Linked DNA regions of Larimichthys crocea: region 2 is linked to region 1. The links are chromatin contacts, called in public Hi-C maps. All regions are on one chromosome and are shown on one strand. The core of a region is the stretch at or near the end of the contact, and the rest is flanking DNA. Distances in the headings are between cores, read along the strand shown.

What was found. Hi-C and Micro-C count contacts between places; a contact is called where the count stands out from the background.
Region 2: a Hi-C map of muscle shows a contact between it and region 1, with 4 times the contacts expected there. The contact joins the promoter of tab1 here to the promoter of tmprss6 in region 1. A contact is called at or near these places in 2 of 7 Hi-C or Micro-C datasets (both in muscle).

What each region holds. Positions count from the first base shown.
Region 1 is chrX:30,187,839-30,191,216 of L_crocea_2.0, reverse strand. tmprss6 (transmembrane serine protease 6) reads right to left here and starts at 1,739. Exons shown (of 18, transcript XM_010739067.3): 1 at 1,517-1,739. The coding sequence starts at 1,591. It overlaps LOC109138304, which reads right to left. Exons shown (of 11, transcript XM_019258171.2): 11 at 2,522-3,378. The coding sequence ends at 3,203.
Region 2 is chrX:30,336,933-30,340,310 of L_crocea_2.0, reverse strand. It overlaps tab1 (TGF-beta activated kinase 1/MAP3K7 binding protein 1), which reads left to right and starts at 1,555. Exons shown (of 11, transcript XM_010739064.3): 1 at 1,555-1,646. The coding sequence starts at 1,581.

The DNA of each region.
Region 1 (3,378 bases), core at 490-2,989:
TCTGCCAAGCAAATAATTACCATTGTGAAAACTTAGTTTTCTTTACTCTTACTCAGCTGGTTCACCACAGATTTTGCCTTACACACATTAAATTAGGACACTTCAAGCAGACTTCATCCATCCATCCATCCATCCATCCATCCATCCATCCTTCCATCCATTCTCTTCTGCTTATCTGGGGTCGGGTCACAGTGGCAGATGGGCTATATATTCCCTGCAGTGGATTCTGGGTCTGCCCCAGGGTCTCCTCCCAGTTGGACGTGCCCAGAACAGATGTCCAAACAACTTTAGGTGGCTCCGTTCGACACGAAGGAGAAGCGGCTCTACTTTGAGCTCCCCCAAGATGTCCTAGCTCCTAGTTCCTTCCACCGCCCAACAATATCCCTAGTCCGGGTCAATAGTTCTCCACCCCTGCTATACCCAGCCTGGGCCAAGCTCTGTTTCCCCTTCCTGAGTTGTCGGATGGTTTGCCAGAAGTCCTTCTCTATGGCCTCCCTGAACTTCTCCAACACCTGGATTTTTGCCTCTGCAACTACTGAAGCCGCAGCCCTTCTAGCCATCTGCTAGACTCGTCTACCTGTCTGCTACCTCAGAAGAGCCCTGGGCCAACCAAGCCTGAAAGGCCTCCTTCTTCAGCCTGACGGCCTCCTTTACTGCTGGTGTCCACCAGCGGGTTCTTAGGTTACTGCCACGACTGTCTATCTGACCCCAACTCCTAGCAGACGCATCAACAATGGAAGCTTTAAACATGGTCCAATCATGATCCCACCAGGATGCACAAAAAGTAACTAACTAACCACTGATCAGTTTACAGCTCTCTTTACCCGTGTGTCCAAGATAGATGGGCACAGATGTGATGACACGACCACTAAGTCGATCATGGACCTGACTTTTTTATTCTGATCATTTTCTTCCCTGTCAAAATTTGATGACATTACCCACAATGCAACTCAGTATACATAGGTCTAATAGGTCACCACTACATAGGTCCACCACTTTCTAACTCCACACCCCAAATTGTTTTTAAACTTGTGGTCTTCATGTCAAGTGATATCACTTGAGGTAATCTATCATGTTTTGTGCAGCTAACCCTAAAACCTGTAAATAGACTAACTACAATTGGTGGAGTTCCCCTTTAAGGCTGTTCTTACATTGTGTATGGTAAGCTCATTTAAAATAGATTACACTGCTCATCCACAATGCCAACAGGAAGTGCAAGAAACCAGGCAGGCATTTTTCAGCTGTACCTATAAACCTTTTAGACAGATACAGTATCATGCTTTTGGATGTTATTCCTGCATCTATGTGAGCCCAAAGTCATACGAAAGCAACTTCTCCCTGTGGAGGATTCACTTCACAGCAGAATTCAAAACAAAAAACAAAAACCTCCATGTCCCTATTTTAAGAAAGGCCTACTACTTTACTCTAACAACCACACAGGTTTGACATACATTAATATGAACATACTAAGTGATAAATATTAGACTTCACATGTAGCCATTTTAGTATTACTGACCCCATCATTCAGAGAAGAAGGATTGACCCCCTGGTCACATGAAATTGACTTCTTAGAGCCGTTCCCGAGCGCCATTGCATCACTCCTCGTCCTTTGTTTCTTGAGTAATCACCTCATTGTTTATGGCACTGATGATCGATGTCTGTTTCCAATTTAACAGATATTATTTAGCACATAACTGGACATGTTGCTCCGACAGAAAGTGAGCGTCCCTGTGTGTTTGTAAGTCAAGAAAAAAAAAAAAAAAAAAAAAAAAGTCAATCAATATTTTCCAAAGCTTGTTTGGATCTGCACATGGCTTAGAGATAGGATGAGTTGTCCTAGTGCTGTGGATGGCTGTGGAATAAAGACAAAACTCAAATCCACAAAGTCATAACTGATTGCTTGATCATGTTGTAGAGCGCTTTCTCATTTGGATGTAGGAGCAGTGAGTCAGATAGGTGCAGGGACGCTGATGTTATGAATCATTACCTAGCAACAGTGATGCTCCCAGTCAACTCCCCTGGACTAGTAAATCTGATGGGAATGAAGCAGAGTCAGGCTATTTATGTGCTCACATCATTTCCCAGGGTTCATTTCACTTTCCATGCAAACATGAAATCCCAATGGGCTATAAAGTGCACAGAGAGAATACCTGAGGTTGAGGTAGATGTGTGTAGTAAAAGAGACTGCACTAAAGGTTTATTATTTACTGATTTCCTATTTTAAAAACTGAAGTTTTGAGCAGGTAATTTGTGTTTATCTGTCAGCTAGATTCGACCTCTCTGAGTATCTTTATCTGTCACATTTAACAAAGTTGGATGTTTCAGCTATCAGGGAGGATATTATGTTATGTTGACACTTATTACCAGTGCCCCCAAAATACTCTTAATACTTAATTAATCAAAAGTCAAATAAACAAGTGAAAACAAATCAGTGGTGATGGTGGTTCAGTTCTTGATGAAAACCTTTGTCTAAATATGCAGTTTAATTAAAATTAAAATTTACAAAAAAAATGACAGCAAGTCTTTTGACTTTACAGAGGTCAACAATTTATATATTTATTCAGTTTTGGATATAGCTGCCACAAAAATAAGTCATTATAGTTTGTTTTACATGTGACTGATACCATTAAATATTAACAGTGTTTGACCAAAGGGTGGTGCTAGAGACAAATGTTTCAATCAGTGCACCGTTTACATGGCTGATTACAACAGAGAAAAGCACACACGAGTCATGATAACAATATCTACATTCTACTTTAATTTACATTTCACTTTTCTATGTCCAGATATCTGCATGTATACATTCATATTGAAGAAGTAAAAAATGTATGTAAGAGCTTGCACTGAAATAGCTGATCAACAGGATATTTAGTAGCACTGTCAACAGTGCAATGTAAAAACTCTTTAAGCTAAACACATGTACATATTAAATGTATAAAATATAAAATTATTTCCCCCTAAGGTTTAAAAAAAACAAACATTTGCATTTCAGAAGCTGACTACACAGGTTAATAAAATTATATAATAATTGACATAAATATTCATAATGTAACAGGGTAGAAAAAATAAAAGAGTTCAATATGACTGAGAACAAATGTGAGAACATACAAACTACTGTTGACTGTTACGGATCCTGCACATGCTACATGCTATACCGTACAGGATTTACTGCAAGGTCTATTCAAGTGCTTTATGTCTGCTTTTAGCTCTGATCCTGTCTTACTGGCATGTACCCATCACCAGAGGGCTTCACTGACTTGGTAGTTGACATAAGAGCAATCCTCTCCAGTATATGACTTGGCAGAGGTGCCGGAGCTGAATTTAAACTGGTCCCAGAAAAGTCCAAAGGCAGTGGTATGGATGAGAGCAAGAAACTAC
Region 2 (3,378 bases), core at 306-2,805, 150 kb before region 1:
ACTCAAGTGGGGGATACAACAGATCTACTATATATTCTTAAAAAAAACATACAGTAAATGTCTATGAATTGTTTGTACATGAATATTTAAGTATTCTCTACTAATGCAAAGTAACAAAAATATTGTACACATAAACTCATTTCAAGTTTTTAGTTTTTAGTTTAGTGATACTGAGCAGCTGCAGTGAGACAAAGAAATGTGGCACATGCCTCCCTCCACTGGTAAGAATTTTACCTACAGTCTAAACTTCTTTTGAAGATTTGACAATGTGAAGATGCCCGGGGGCCAATGCTAACATTTTAAAAATAAAAAAAAATGAACAATAAGTTACATTTGTTTTTTGTTTTTTTAAATGGCAATGTCACCAAAGTCAGATAACAAAGAATAAATTATATGCAATACGTTAAACTTGCATGAAGTTGATACAAATCTTCACCTCATGTTCATTCTAAACATGACTTATTATGAGTAACGCAAAGTCTGTGAACATTTAAGTTTAAAAGGTATCACTCATGTTCTTCTCTTTAACAAGATCATTCAGAAAGTAATACTTTGTGTCACATCTACAGGTACATGACACCAGCAGTTCTGTCCTTAGATATTTAAATGCTTCGTTACGTAAACCCAAAAAAGCTTAATCTTTCAGCCATACATACAGGCCATAAATAATATATTTTAAAATGAAGATTTGGGCCACATGAAATCTGACTGCGGGCCGTGATTGGACCCCGGGCCGTACTTTGGACATCCCTGGCATATCATTTAACTCTTGTCATGCCTCTTACTCACTCTGCTGATCAAAACAGTGGATTGCATAGAATAGTAAATAAAACGAATTTATTTATTTATTTGAATTAGATTATCAGATTAATGTATTCTTATTAACAGTAATATACAGAGCACAGATTATAATATAATATAAATGGTGGGGCTTCAACTTCTAATGTCAAGAAGAGCAAACAGCCACCAGCAGCAGTCGTTGTTTACTCGTGTAGTTACGAGATGAAGACACACGGTGGCGATGTTGTCAAAGAAATCCAGCACAAACCGGAAATGTTATTTATTTATTGCATAAATTGACTAAACCAAGAGTTGTTGGTTAACTGTATTTTATTGTGATAGCACAGAAGAGAGGATTTATCATCTAATAATTAAAAAAATAAAAATCTCGAGTTTGACAAGAAATCATATGGATGTGCGGAGATGCATTAAAGTGCTGTCAGGAATTTAGCACACTATTAATTATTATGCAAACCTGTTCATTAAAATGCTAAATATAAAACGCCACAAGACGAGAAAGGCGGTGGGATATTTAGGGAAAAAAAGAGATGAAGTGAATTATACGATTCTGAAATCGTTTGAGTAAAACACAAACAATTACCAAGCTCTAATTTAAGCATGTTTTTTTTCCTGTATACGGTTACTTACAGTGAATTATCACAGCACCCACGAAGGATATCGTTTCAGAATGTTTTCATTTCGACTGAATCTAACTCGTGTCTTCTCCACTTCAATGCATGATTATCTTTTACCACTGTGTGGATTTGTCACCTCGAAACTCGCGTGTTCGGACTTTGGCGATGGTCCGTGAACGCAACGAGGGACCGTCCGACATGGCGGCGCAGCGCAGGAATCTGATGCAGAGCGTGAGTGAAAACTTTTTGATCACTCTCTCTTACCTGTCACGTCACGGCTGCATTTGTGTTCAGGGAGTGCTTTGGTCTCACCTCTCTCTCGCTCTCTCTCCCTCCCTCCGGCGGCTCTCTGTGTTTGTTTGGCTCCGGTCAGCCTTGTTTCGGGCTCGTTCAGGGGATGCTAGTCGCTAGCTGCTTTAGGTTGAGCTTTATGAAGCTGTTTGCTAACAGTTTAGCCAGCTGCCACAAGTTTAATATCAAAATAATCCGATTTATTAGTGTCTGTTTGACGAGGGCAGTTGAGATTACGAAAGACTGGAGGTGGTTACGAGTTTGACCGGTGCCCCCTCACACCCTGAGTGAAGTAGCTGAGGCTCGGTGGTGTCACGGTCGCCTAGCAATCTTAAAATGTCACAGAGTCACCTTTACTGAGTGTGTGCACACACACACCTGAGTGAAGTCAATCTCAGTGTGCTCACACACAGGTACACGAAGAAAGATAAACATAACAGGGCAGAGAGGTATTAATCTAACGATGTGTTTAGTATTGAAGTTGTAGTCTGCAGTGGTGTTGTTATATTGACAGGCGTTTCCCCTGTTTACATACATGAGAGGGCCATGAGATAGAAAACACTTTCAGTATAATGCACAGTACAACACTACGAGCTCAACAATAAACATAAAGTAGAAATAATACCGCTCTGACAGTCTGTACAGATGTGTACCTAATGAAGTGGCCTGTAAGTGCATATATCTATATGTGTGTGTGTGTGTGTGTGTGTATGTATATGTACTATTATTGTATTGTGTGTATGTATGTTGGGTGTTGTGTGTATGTGTATATATAATGTAATATTGTCTGTGTGTATATATATTATGTATGTATGTGTGTGTGTATATGTATGTATGTAGTATGTATGTATGTTGTGTGTTATATATATATTATATATATATATATATATATATATATCTCTATATATCTATATATATATGTGTGTGTGGTGTGTGTGTATATTTAGTATGTATGGTGTATATAATATATATATATGTGTGTGTGTGTGTGTGTGTGTCACATCTTTAATTGTAAATATACATTTTAAAGAATATGTGTGCTTATGTACAGTGTATGCATGCCCCTGCACATTCTTTAATTCTTCTAACTTTTAGAGTTTTAGACTCTACCTCTTTTTTATTCTTTTGTACATATTTAAATCCTATGCACGTGTTTAATTTCTCTGTGCATATTGAAATTTAGATCTATCTCTGCTTAATTTTAACGTACGGATGCTATGTTATTGGTTAGTTGTAATGTATGTTCGATGCATGTTTTCCATGCTGCTGCTGGATGCTTGAATTTCCTTCGGGATCGATACAGCGTGCAGAATTAAAAATCAGAATGGTAATTTGGTTCATTATTAGAAATCGGGACTACATATTACATGGTATTACCCTTTATCACATGCGGCAGAAGAACACATGTTACAACAACAATGTGTTACACACAGTAACATAGAACAAGGTAATGCTTTTTGGGTAAGCTAAGGACCAAGAAAAATGTATTTATTAAAACTTTAATGTATAGGAGAAAATTATCAGTAATCTTAGAAATGCACTAAAAAGTTAATATACACGACAATGCAAAAAAAAAAAAACAGACTGAGGGTTGTCAAAAGTGTTGATACCTTTGTCTACTGACAGTTACACAAGTAGATGAAGTCAGTGCGTGTTTATTTTGAAGAGACAC